Regions from separate parts of the Ovis aries genome. Here region 2 is linked to region 1. A link is a contact called in public Hi-C data. All regions are on one chromosome and are shown on one strand. Each heading gives the region's core, a stretch centred on a gene start, on an enhancer-like site or on the middle of the called end of the contact. The rest is flanking DNA. Distances are from core to core; before and after follow the strand shown.

Evidence for each region. Hi-C and Micro-C count contacts between places; a contact is called where the count stands out from the background.
Region 2: a contact with region 1 is called in a Hi-C map of muscle, with 8 times the contacts expected there. The contact joins two enhancer-like sites. A contact is called at or near these places in 5 of 16 Hi-C or Micro-C datasets (hypothalamus, liver, muscle and 2 more).

Annotation. Positions count from the first base shown.
Region 1 is chr9:50,326,546-50,333,369 of ARS-UI_Ramb_v3.0, reverse strand. No RefSeq gene overlaps it. Among named protein-coding and RNA genes, the nearest start is that of TRNAE-UUC, 21 kb to the right of the region's middle. Within about 2 kb of position 3,604, at least 1 of the 54 cell types and tissues checked has an H3K27ac peak or open chromatin away from gene starts, as enhancers often do. A contact at or near this core is called in muscle, where this site is marked.
Region 2 is chr9:50,608,723-50,615,546 of ARS-UI_Ramb_v3.0, reverse strand. The region is part of intron 2 of GDAP1 (ganglioside induced differentiation associated protein 1); the gene reads right to left. Among named protein-coding and RNA genes, the nearest start is that of GDAP1, 21 kb to the right of the region's middle. Within about 2 kb of position 3,231, at least 3 of the 54 cell types and tissues checked have an H3K27ac peak or open chromatin away from gene starts, as enhancers often do. A contact at or near this core is called in muscle, where this site is marked.

The sequences.
Region 1 (6,824 bases), core at 2,355-4,854:
TTAATCTTTTAGAATTAGTTGTTCTCTCTGATATATAGCCTATGAAGCAATTATGTCACTGAAAGATAGATCATTTTAAGGGCCATTGTTTTTGTTCTAAAAAGGTTAATGATTACTTAAGTAGAGTAGCTTCTACCAAAAGCACCCAAATCCTGCTGGTTCTTAAGAGTACTGTCAAGCAAGACATTAAAACAGAGTAAGATGCACCTGGAAGATTTAGAAAAGACCAGTCCCCCTGGCATGGTTAGCTTGCACAAGAGTATTTGTGAACATTTTTCCAAGGCTGTACTCTTATCCAGTTTCCAAAAGAAATCCTAGTCTTTTAAAACTCCCTATCAGTAAAGAATCTGCCTGACAATGATGACCCTGTATGCAAGACAGCGAGAGACACAGATGTGTAGAGCGGACTTTTGGACTCAGAGGGAGAGGGAGAGGGTGGGATGATTTGGGAGAATGGCATTGAAACATGTATACTGTCATGTAAGAAACGAATCGCCAGTCTATGCCCGATGCAGGATACAGCATGCTTGGGGCTGGTGCACAGGGATGACCCAGAGAGATGTTATGGGGAGGGAGGTGGAAGGGGGGTTCATGTTTGGGAACGCATGTACACCCGTGGTGGATTCATGTCAATGTATGGCAAAACCAATACAGTATTGTAAAGTAAAATAAAGTAAAAATAAAAATTTAAAAAAAAAAAAAAGAATCTGCCTGAAATGGAGGAGACCCAGGTTCAATTCCTGGATCAAGAAGATCCCCTGGAAAAGGAAATGGCAACCCATTCCAGTATTCTTGCCTGGAAAATCCCATGGTCAGAGGAGCCTGGCAGGCTCCAGTCCATGGAGTCACAAGAGTCAGACAGGACCTGGCAACTAGACCACTACCATTCAGTAAAATATGAATTGATGAGGAGAACCAAATCCCAGAAGGCCAGAGCTGGCAGGTTGCTTCTGAAATGACTCGTTTCTGACTTTCACATCAAGATGAGGACGCTGAAGCCCAGAGATGTGCCATGAAGGGCCTGGGATCCCACAGGTACTTATTAATACTAGAAAAGCTTGCTTGACACAGACAAGAAGTATGTTTCTAACTGGTCCAAAGGCAGAACTGCTCCAAAACAAAACCAGCATCAGGCAGTCTTTGGTTACGTCCCAGCCAGTGTTTGAAGTCACTGTTTCTGGGACATCGGTGTGCAAGGAAAAACCTGAGGAGCTCGTCAGAAGGCAGATTCGGGTTGGGCAGGTCTGGGTGGGGTCTCAGAGTCTATTACTGACCAGCCCCCCCAGGTATCACTGATCCTGCTGGTCTGAAGTTGACAGGGAACAGAAAGGTTCTAAGAGCAAACTCTCATTTCTCCAGAATAACCCTGTTTCTGTGACAGATGCATGTCCTCTACAGGCACTGGTACTATTGCCATTTGACAGAGGAGGAAACTAAGCATGAGTTCAGTGAATTGCCTCATGCCACACAGCTGGGAAGGGCTGGAGCCAGGATCACCCAGAGAACCAAACTCTAGTTAAGACTCCATGCTCCTAATGCAGGGGTCCCAAGTTCCATCCCTAATAGGGGAACTGGATTCCACATACTGCAACTGAAGATCCCACATACTGCATGGAAGTTCGGAGATCCTGCATGCCATAACTAAGACCCCATGCAGCCAAATAAAAAAGTATTTAGGGCTTCTCTGGTGGCTCAGTGGTTTGAAGGAAACAAAGAAAAAAAATCCGCCTGCCAATGCAGGAGACACATGTTCTATCCCTGATCTGGGAAGATCCCACATACTGTGGAGCAATTAAGCCCTTCCTCCACAATTACTGAGCTCTAGAGTACTCTTGTGCCTGGAGAAGGACGGCAGAGCCTGGTGGGCTTCCATCCATGGGGTCACACAGAGTCAGACACGACTGAAGCAACTTCGCAGCAGCAGCAGAGTACTCTTGCCTGGAGAATCCCAGGGATGGCAGAGCCTGGTGGGCTGCCATCCGTGGGGTCACACAGAGTCAGACACGACTGAAGCGAATTAGCAGCAGCAGCAGAGTTCAAGAGCTGCAACTACTGAAGCCCTCGGGCTTGAGCTCCATAACAAGAGAAGCCACCACAGTGAGAAGCCTGTGCACTGCAGCGAGAGAGTAGCCGCCACTCACCACGAGAGAAGAGCCCTCGAAACAGTGAAGACCCAGCACAGCCAAAAGGAAATAAAAATTATTTTTAAAATAATGAAACCAAGAGACATTTTTTAAAATAAATATTTAAACGCAATCCAAGATCACCTCCATGCTTACACATGTCAGCTTTCAAGGCTGAGTCATTAGGACCATATTTTAAATATGTAGCTGTTAAAATATATTCATAAAAAACAGAAAAGAAAAAGTGGGGCAAGTACTCATGAGATAATGTTAAATAAAAACATCAGGATACAAACTATATCAGACCAGGCCAGGCCCGCTGATTACCTGGCTCCATCACTCAAGCTGATACAAGCCAATGCATTATGGCAATAGCAGGAAAGGCTTTCCCTTCTCTTTTTCCTCCTCCTCCCAGAAACTATCCCAAGGGAGACTTCACTCTAGCCCCAGCTCCCACAACAAACACTTCAGAAAGTGAGGTCTTAAGGGGAAAAAGGCTTGACACAGAACAAGTCTCAGTACATAGGAGAAAGCCAGCCCACAGCTCCCAGCATCCACAATTTTCTCTTATTCATTCAGCACATAGCTACTGAGAACTTGTGCCATCAACCACACCAGACTTTAGGACACAAAACAGCCAAAAGCCCCTGTGCTCATGAAGATTGCATTCTAGTAGGAGAAGCTGACAATAAAAAATAGGGCTTCCCTAGTGACTCGGTGGTAAAGAATCCGTCTGCCAATGCAGGAGACACAGGTTGGACCCCTCATCCAGGAAGATCCCACATGCTTCGGAGCAATTAAGCCTGTGCGCCACAACTCCAGAGCCCAGGAGCCTCAACTACAGAGCCCACACACATCAACTACTGAAGCCCGAGTGCCCTACAATGAGAGGCCCACATACTGCATCTAGAGAGTAGCCTGCCCAGCAGTGGAGACCCAGCACAGCCAAAAATAAAGAATTATTCTTAAAAACAAGCATAGTAAATAACCATACCATATAGTATGTTAATAGATGATAAGTATTATAGAAAAATAAGAGGGGGATAAGGAGTGCTGGGGTGGAACAGACTGCACTAGTCATTAGGGTCATGAGGAAGAAGGTGACACTGGAGAAAGGGCTTGCAATGAAGGAGTTAATTACACACATGTCTGGGGCAAAGACATTGAAGGCAGATGGAACACCAGGCGCAAAGGCCCTAAAATGGAAACAGATCACATCTGGAATGTGTAAGGAAAAGCAGAGGCCACTGTACATGCAGTGAAGGATTTAATAGGAGAGGAAGCCAGGGAGGTATAGGCAGAAAGGTCAGATCTTACAGAGCCCCTCAGGTCTAGAGAAGGACTTTGGCCTTTAAGGGAAACTGGGAGTCGCTGAGGGTTTGGAGCCAAGAAGTGACGTGATCTGACCGATGTACTGAACGACCTCACGCCAGTCACTCTCTGAGCCAACTGAGAAGTGGGCAGAAGCCTGGAGACCAGTTACAAGGCAGCTGCAATAACCCACGCAAGGGGCACTGGTGGGTCAGACTAGAAGGGTAACAGTGAGGTGGTGAGAAGTGTAATAAGACCTGGGTCTCATGATTTCTTGAAGCTTAGAGGTAAAATGTGAGGGAAAGAGAGGAGTCAGGGATGTTTCCTGCACTTGGAAGAATGAAGTTGTCCTTAATTGATACAAATAACTCCAAGGGAAGCGGACTTGAAGGCCAGATCCAGAGTCTGCATTTAGACAGGTGATGATTGAAGTGTAGACACACACAAGAGATGAGTGACTGCATGGGTCTGGAATTCAGGGACGTGGGCCAGAGATGTCCACGTGGGAGCTGTGAGCACATGAGACCAGATGAGGTTTCCAGGAAAGGGAATCAAGTTGAGAAGAGCAGGCGCTGTAGGGTCTGAGTCCTCAGCACATCCACGAAGAGAAAATGAAGCAGCAAGCGTCTGGGAAAGAGTGACCCATGAGTGAAGTCAGAGGGCAACCAAGGAGTTGTGAGGGCCTGGGAGTCAAGAGAAGAAAGTGTTTGCTAGAAGAGAGTCATCAAGTGTGTCAACTCTGCTGAAAGGCCAAGTTAGACCAAAGCAGAGAGTTGAGCTTTAGATTTAGCAAAGTGGAGGCCATAGGTAATGTTCGCAGCAGTTTCAGGGGGAGAAAGGCAAGGAAGTTTTACCTACTGAAAGGATAGGAAAATATCAATGATAAAATGAGAAAAGGAGAGAGGGAAGAAGTGATGGCACCTTTGGCATTTAAGGCACAGACTTGTGTGTAAGCCAAGCAGAGCTGTTCTGTGTGTGCACAGCCTCTATTTTCTCATGACTCAATAGACTATGCTGCTAACTTACTGACTCTTTGTTCTCTCTCCAACTCTATCCTAAATACAGCTTAATCTTTTAAGTGAAAGAAAAATAATAAAAGGTCACCTACCAGCTATTAAGCCTTCCTTCATCCGAAATCAGGACTTAATTCATTACCTGAAAGCCATGCTTGAAGGCTTCAACCTGAGGTACATTGTTCCAACAATGGATTTTTGCTTTTGATATTGTTGCCACACCTTTGGAACAACAATATGGGGAAACTCACACTGTTCTTTCTTGGTGTTAGGTACAAAGAGGCCAGATTTCTACGTTTAAGGCTAAGCTCACTCTTATCCCACACACTGTCTCCCATAAAATCATCTATTGCCAATATTTCTGCCAAGTTACCCACTTAGAACCATCTTGTTCTTTCTCACACAAAGCCATATATAGAATGCAGAAGAGATATCTACTTAATCCCATCAGAATTTCTTTATCTCAAAAATGGAAGGTCACCTCAAAAAAGTCCTGAATAGTACCAACTCATTAGGAATTACCAATTGCTTATTTTTCCAGTTGGACCAGAAGATGAAATATTTTCTAGAAAAGTACCTAAGACATAATTATTTATACTGCTTATCTTCTACTTCGTTTCAACTTGATGGAAAGAACTATCATTAACTTCTATGGCTAAAGAATAGGAAAATATCAGTAAAGCCTCATTATTTCAGATCCAACTGCTTTGAAAATAACAGTAATTAAACCTTGATTGAAGACTACTTTTGTAACATGTTTGAAAAGGGAGCACTACAAAGAAAATTAATAACATAAACACTGTTCAGGAAAGACATCTAACTCACTTAAAACATAATGTGTTTCAAATATTATATATTTGTTAAAGGAGACCTATCTGTACACTAACAGTACAGAAAGGCAGTATATATGTTTACGTATGATGGATGTGTATTCATGAGTTATGCCATTTCACAATTTTTCTAAATTTAAGAGGTTGTAATTTCTGATCTATACACACACATACTCTCACTCACCTACAGTCATGTAAGTATATACAAACAACTCACCAACCCACACACTTTATCTGCCAATGCACACACCCACGAGCAAGTAGGTTTCCCAGATAAAATAAAATAAAATCACCAATTTGGTTGGGGGGACAGGATCCACAGCTCCCTCTATCACTGAGTCTTAAATGGACTACCCCCAAAACTGCTTTTTCACAATTATATAATTGCAATTTTAGTTGTGTGAAATTAAAAGAAAAAAATGTTTTTTCTTGGCTAAGAAGTAATCTATAAAAGAGATCTGCCTCTTCTCCATGCCGGGTACATTTCCTTACCAGGGCAGATATGATCAGAATCCATGCTTACTAAATCCAATACACCAAGATTTACTTACTCGACTTGAAATAAATAATAAGCTTTCTTAAAATATTACTTTTAGGTGAGTTGTATAAGCAACCTGCAGAAGATGAAAATTGAAGGCGGTCCCTCCCAAGATGTTAGGTTTGAGAGGCGTATATTAGGAATCTTCCCAGCCCAAGACCAGCAGATGATGAAACCTGACAGATTGGCTGGCATTATCTCCCCCATTCTGGGTGTCTGTCTCATGCAATCTGCTCCCACGGGGCTGAACCATTGCCTTGTTCTAAAAACACCAACCACACACACACACACACACACACACACACACACACACACCACCTCCAATCCTGGAAGCTAAAGAGCTCTCCACTGCAGTAAACCCTTATTCTCTGAAGTTTTCTTAACTGAACTTTTAGGATTCATACTGACCACACATGTACCAAATGCACAACATTCAGAAAACCTCCTCCATTGCTATCCCACAGGAGATAAAAAATACTTGTTTAACAAACATCTTCAGAGCACCTGCTATGATGCCAAGCCCTGCAACAGCTATTAAAGATGTGAAGCTACATCACAGGCTGGTTCTCTCTTAGAGGAGATGGATGTGAAGGCGAAAAACAATGTTGCAAATGTGATACCAACAGTGTAAGTGGGGGAAAGGCAGCTGCATGAGACGGTTTGAGAAAAGCTGCCCTGGAGAGGTTATTGTTGACCTGGGTCCATAGGACAAGAAGGAGGTCACTGAGGGAGAAAGGCAGGACACGCGTTCCCAATACAGCAAAGCCCTGAGATCTCTCTGGGAAACGGGAGACCTTGAATCATGAGGGCAAGAACACTGAGCAAATGTGATTAAAGTGACGGGTTGGGCAGGATGCAATTCAAATGCCACGCTTCTGTGTTATACTCAAACAATAAGGAACCATGGATGCCTTTTAGTCAAGGGCGAACAATCAAGTTACATAAAGATAACTGTGGCAGTTTGGAGGATGGACTGAAGTGGAGTGAGGAAATCAGGAATTGAAGGGGA
Region 2 (6,824 bases), core at 1,982-4,481, 280 kb before region 1:
GATTATGTTAGTATTAGTGAATATCATTTATGAGGGCAAAGAAATCAAAGAGAAAAAAAAAAGGAGTCACTTAGCAGCTTGCTCTACTGGTATTTGAATAGTATCACCAACATTTCTTTCATTAATGTTACAATAATAGAGAGATCTATTCATAAATGTTTGCAGTGATGAAAGCCTCAAGGATATTTAGATGTGAAAAAACAAGCATATTCCATAGAGGATACTTACTGCTTATGTCTGAAATTGCATTTTGATTAGTTATGTTTCCTGAAGTTAATGTTTTCTTACTAATTGACAGTGTGCTTAGGTACTGATCATCCTTTCATCCTAACCAATTGCTTTCCTCTCAGTGGAAGACAGGCATCCCTGGTGGATCAGATGGTAAAGAATCTGCCTGCAATGCAGGAGATCTGGGTTCAATCCCTGGGTTGGGAAGATCCCCTGGAGGAGGGCATGGCAACCCACACCAGTATTCTTGCCTGGAGAATCCCATGGACAAAGGAGACTGGCCTGCAACAGTCATCGGGTCACAAAGAGTCAGACACGACTAAGCGACTAAGCACACACACTGCGGAAGATACTTTTCTTCCTGCTTCTCAATAAATGATTCAAGTTGTCTTCCAGGACACCTCCTTCTGTCACTTTCTTTGTACATTTATAGGACTCTTTCCAGGCATTTATGATTATTTGGCATTTATCCTGGTAATTCAAATTAGAATATTTAATAATACATTGGAATTTCTTTTTCCAGTGTCCTTGCTTTTGTGTTCTTTTAGTCACTAAATAATAAGCAGAGAAGCTAATTTATGCCCGCATTGTCCCTGGCCACATGAGAAAAATGGCATTAAAGCTCAGAGACATGAGCTTTAAAGAAAGAAAAGCTAATGTTACAAGGATTGCTCTAAGTCAGATTTTGCTTTGTGAATGTATAAATAGGACCAGATAAGGTTCTGGGCAGCAGCAGATCCCAGGCACCAAATTGTCATCTCTGTTCCTTTGGCACCGACTTCAACACACTAGCGTGGTTCTTTTTTCTTAACCACCCAACGTCACCAGGGACGTTGAGAGAACAAACATGACAGCTAGGGCTATAAAAGCTACTTCATTTATCTCTTTAGTCTTAGTAAGATCCTAAAGAAGCATGAGATAATAGTGACAATAAAATAGCGCTGAAGTTTACATTCCGATACCAAAGTCTAAAGCAACATTTCCTTTCACTTTTTACATACTGCATTTTCTGAATAAAAGCAATATTGTGATCCACGGAGAAAGATTCATTTAACTCCTAAGCATGTACAGTAACTGAAACAGATGAAAGCATGGAACTGAACCTGTGTTTATGAAGTGACATGAAGAGGGACTTCCCTGGTGGTCCAGTGGCTAAGACTCTATGCTCCCAATGCTGGGGGCCCAGGTTTGATGGCTCAGTGGTAAAGAATCCGCCTGCCCATGCAGGAAATGCATGAGACTCAGGTTCAGTCCCTGGGTTGGGAAGATCCCCTGGAGGAGGAAATGGCAAGCCACTCCAGTATTTTGGCTTGGAAAAATCCCATGGACAGAGGAGCCTGGCGGGCTACAGTCCATGGACTTAAAAAGAGTGAGACATAACTGAGTGCCTGAGCATGCATGGAACTAGACCCCACATGCTGCAACTAAGAGTTCGCAGGCCGCAGCTGAAGATCCTGCATGCCACAACTAAGACCTGGAACAGCCAAATAAATAAATTAAACATTAAAAAAAAAAGCTACATGAGGGAGACAGGTGACACATGACCGTTGCGAACCTGTTTCCAATGACTTATTGCATGACATTCGGGACTGGTTGGAGAGACCAAATGAAAGATCCAGACAGAAGGAGCTGGGCTTCATATAAGAAATGAAATCCTTTTAGAGCAAGAAAGTTTAACAGAAAAAGCAAAACTCATCAAATTCAGGTGATGGTTTAGTTTTTAAAACACATGGAAAAAAGTCAGGACCATATATTAGCTTAAACTGTTTTCAGCCTGAAAAAAACTATTGCTGTATGCAAGTTACAAAAAATGGAAAAGCCCAATTTGACCAAATCCACATGGCCAAAGAATGTAAAGATGGCAAAACCACAGCCACCCAGAGACGTGGCCATATAGTATATGAAACTGAAGAATACATGAAAAGGGACATGGGAAGATGTAGCACTTGGAACTGCAAAAATGGTGAAAAACCAGTGTTCGATCTGCCAAGGGAGACCAGGGAGGTTTGAAGGCAAGGATATGCTGCTTCCCCCGAGACCTGCCGGGCAAAGGTGCTGATTCTGTACAATGAAGCGGCTGAAATCCGATGGGTGCGCTTTAAATAACCGATGACCAACGAGAGCCCTCTTATTCACCTTCCTCATTACGCATGTGCCTTGACGGCCACGGCAGCTGCAGATAACAGCGAGTTCTCAGGCAGACATGCGGGGAAGTTCTGGGCTCAGCTCTCCAGAGCCCTGAGCCAGCTGTCCGGAAAGCCGATTTAGAACGAACCTCCCTGCGACCAGAAGGGTGCTGAGTCCCCCTAGCTCTGCGGTGGGCTCTGTACACCCCGCCACCCACTCCTCTTCTTTGTATGCTAAGTCACAGCTCCAAAATCAAGCCGCTTGGTCAGCATCAACTTCTGTGCATGTTTCCTCCAAAGCCCTGAGCCAGCTCCACAGAGCCAGCAGGCGCTGGGTGCCGCAAATGTGATCCCGTCTGTCGTTTTGGCCTCAGCAGAAGAGCGACATGACCATATTTATTGCTGTTGCTATTCTAGGGGCTGGGTGACGTTCTTCTCCCCTTGTGGCTGAGCCCGTTCATCTTTCACCACTCCCTCCAAGTCTGCGAGGCTAAAACCAGGGATACAAATAGATTCTATCAGGAGGAAAGTTAAAACGAGAAGTTCTAAAGTATTCCTGAACCTATTTGCTTTTCGGCATGAAGAGTTATAAATTCTGCGGTTCTGTATTATACACGTGTACTATTAGCATCCCATTGTTACCATAAGCTGCTACTGATGGTAACTTTGCTAAGGAAAGAAAACATGAATAAAGGTGGTGGAGAGATGATCTGGCTGATAAACATGGCTTGGAGATTTGGCAAATGTTGAATTTTCCACTGTTGAGTCTTGGGAGTGTCCACATGTTACCAGAACACTTGAAGCTTTCTGCTTGCCTCAGACTCTTCCTTACTAAGCCACTCCTCTTTTGTGACGTGAAAGGGACTAATTGACAAGCCACAGAAACTCCTATTAAGGATACAATGGTGCAGGGCACAGGTGACAGGGCTCCTAGAAAGTAACCATATACAGACTTTCTAAATGAAGAACTTAGGTACATAAATAACTAATTACCGCATGTGTTACATGCTGCACCAAATGAGAGGGAGTCTGTCTTTACCACTGACCCCTATTCATTACCAATGGGTCAAATCTTCCATTGTAACTCGTGATCACTCTGTGTTTGGGCTCACCTGGCTGATCCATCGTCTGCCCTTGGCAACAGTTCTATCTCTGGCTTTGCTAAAATGACTCTTCGGATTCATGTGCCCTGATGCAATTCCACTCTGTCACATACAAGGTGGCACAACATTCTAGGGGAGGCAGTGGGTTGCAGAGGTAGGTGCGTGGGCCCTGGAGCCAGCTTCCTGGGTTTGAGCCCTGGCTGGCTGCTGTGGGACCTCATTAAGCCTCCACTTCCTCTGTAAAATTAGGATGATAGCATTAATCGCCTCCTAGAGCTGTGGTGAGAATTAAATAGGAGAAAAATACATATGTAAACACAGTTAGAAAAACTAAAAGCCTGAGGAGAGGAGCTGTGCTGTCTTTTACCAGCAGGGAAATTTAACCTCTCTCTAGCACGTTTCCTTTGGCTCAACTGTAGCTGGTCTTCAAACTGTCTGTTCACTCTCAAAATCACAGTATGCAGTTGTGCTCCAGACTGGGAGGTTTCTGGCTGTCTCCCTGCGAAATGCCTTTCCAACATCCAGGGCAGTATCTAAAGTGTACTATCAGCTGGCAGCTCAGCTAATTTTCACCTGAAATGTCCATAAATTATAGGAGCAGTTCAGTAAAAGCCCTTACAAGGCCTGGTTCTTCTTCTTAAGAAAGTGACACGTACATTCCTTGTAGCTCAAATGGTAAAGAATCTGCCTGCAGTGCAGGAGACCTGGGTTCCATCACTGGGTCAGGAAGATCCGCTGGAGAAGGAAATGGCCAGCCACTACAGTATTCTTTTTTGGAAAACTCCATGGACAGAGGAGGTTGGCTGGCTACAGTCCATGGGGTCACAAAGAGTCAGACACAGATCTAAGCAACTAAGACACACATCCACACAGACACACATGTATATATATGGAGAATTCCGTAGACAGAGGAGCCTGGCGGGCTACCAGTCTATGGGATCGCAAAGAGTCAGACAACTGAGCAACTAACACTTTCACTTATATACATACACATATCACAATTATGGCTTTTTTGCCCTAATATGATTTTGGTCTCTCTTCCCTCTTTCTAGTTGCATATTTCTGGACCATCACACCTCAGATATGTGAAAATGGAACTGTTTTATTTCTCTAACACCACTTAGAAGCTCTGAAGACTCATTACCACTGATAGTGGAAAATACTCTTAAATTTGTCCCTCTTGGTGTAACTCAGTCCCTCTCATAGAATACAGATCTCTCTGGAGAAATATTCAGTCATTCTTCCCCCTCCCTCTGGTGGTGGTAGGGAGAGTGGGGAACGGCTCTAATTTTCTGCTGGGGTACAGTTCACCTGACCTCAAGAGAAGGGCATTTGGTTTGAAAACAATCCCCTGGTCCTCACTGGTCTCTCACAAGATGTCTTGTGCAGCTGGATGTTTGAGACTTGACCTCTGGCCTTGCTGCATGTGCTGAAGGGTTCATTACTGGCCAGTCCTTCCAGCATGGACAGGCATGGGCAGTGTGTAGCCACCCCAGCCCTCCCCCACAATGCTGACTCTGTCTTGCCTCCAACTGATCCTCTGAAATTCAACCATATCTTCCATCCTGTCCCTGCCTTTGTGACATCCACCTAAAACCTTACCTCTCACCATACCCAGGAAACCCACGAACAGTCCACTTGCTCATAATTCTCACCAGCATTGAGTCAGGGGAACTCATCTGTGGCTTCCTCCATATTTCAACCCCCAAGCAGCAGAGCTAGAGAGACCTAGGAGACCTGTTGTAGTTAAGGTTCTCCAGGAAACAGACTTTGAGATTCGCCTAGAGAAGGTTTATTGGCAAATGTTCTCCAGAAGAACACTTGTAAGAGAGTGTGGGAAGCTGGGTTGAGCAGAGAGAGAAGTGAGGATTTCCAGGGACTTGCAAAGAAACTGATTTTGCTGGCATTTCTGAGCTGAGAGGGAATCTAATAGTTGTTCCAATTGAGACATGGGGTCTAGAACTTTACATCCCCCACAGTGGACTAGTCATTGGATATGTGCTGCTCAGTGAGTTCACCTGACCTTGGGCCAAGGGGCCTTCTTTGGCTAAGGGCAGTGCATGGAGAGGGCTTCCCTGGTGGCTCAGTGGTAGTAAATATGCCTGCCAGTGCAGGAGATGTGGGTTTGAACCCTGGGTCGGGAAGATCTCCTGGCAACCCACTTCAGTATTCTTGCCTTGGAAATCCCAGGGATAGAGGAGCCTGGTGGGCTATAGCTCACGGGCTCACAAAAGAGCAGACACAGTTCAGCAACTAAACAACAATGCTTGAAGAAGCACTCAGATGTGAGGCTTCAGCTGCCAGGATTCACAGCAGCTGGGGAACAAGTACCTGATCCACATCAGTGTCCAGTGATGTCTAACATGCTTCTGTTCTAACCTGCCTGTCCAGCGTTTCTTCCAACTCTGATGAGGTGCTGTCACCCTTCTCCCCAGACATCCAGGAAAGAAGTAGAATATGCAACCCTTCCACCTCGGAGTCTCTGTATGCCTGGGAATATGTCTTGGAATTTTCATTCCCATTCATCCTCTCCCAGACTTCTCCAAACTGCTCTGATATCATAGCCTGAAAGTGAAAGTGTTAGTCATGTCCAACTCTTTGCGACCCCATGAACTGTAGCCTGCCAAGCTCCTCTATCCATGGAATTCTCCAGGCAAGAATATTGGAGTGGGTTGCCATTTCCATCAGCAGGAGATCTTCCCAACCCAGGGATCAAACCTGGGTCTCCTAAACTGCAGGCAGCTTCCTTACCATCTGAGCCACCAGGAAGGGTGATACAGCCTACATCCTCTCTCCAACAGAAAGATGCAATATTTTTTATTTCCTTTTTTCTCATTTATTTTTCTCCAAAGAATCAATATTTCAATATGTTGAGCTGTATGTCCAATGCTATGAAATGAAAATGTTAAATAACATATTTATGGCATTTTCTCAAAGAGTGTGGTTAAGAAATATTTCTTTTGTTTTACTCTTTTGGGTTCTTACCACCACTTCTTTTAGGAGCAGATCTCCCCAGGGATGTGTGTAGTCTCCTGACTCTCAGAACAGCCGCCGCCCCAGGATTCGCCACCTTCTTCTGCTCTTGGGTGAAATTAGGTGACGTGTGTAGCTTCCTTTCCACTAGTGCTGTTCTCCCTGGGTCCTGCTCCTGCCCCAGAGCTCTATGGATTTTCCTCCAGAGGCCGTGGGAACATTCCCTGCATTTATAAGACTCATTTGCCATGGAGAGTGAATGGTTTCATTCCCAAACCGTTCTCTTCCAGGGACCCAAGGAGACTAGAACTTTGTGCATAACCCTCCTACCCACCATTTTCAACTTTATTTTTAAATGCATTAAAAATTGTGCTAGTCTCCTTTGCTGCATGGA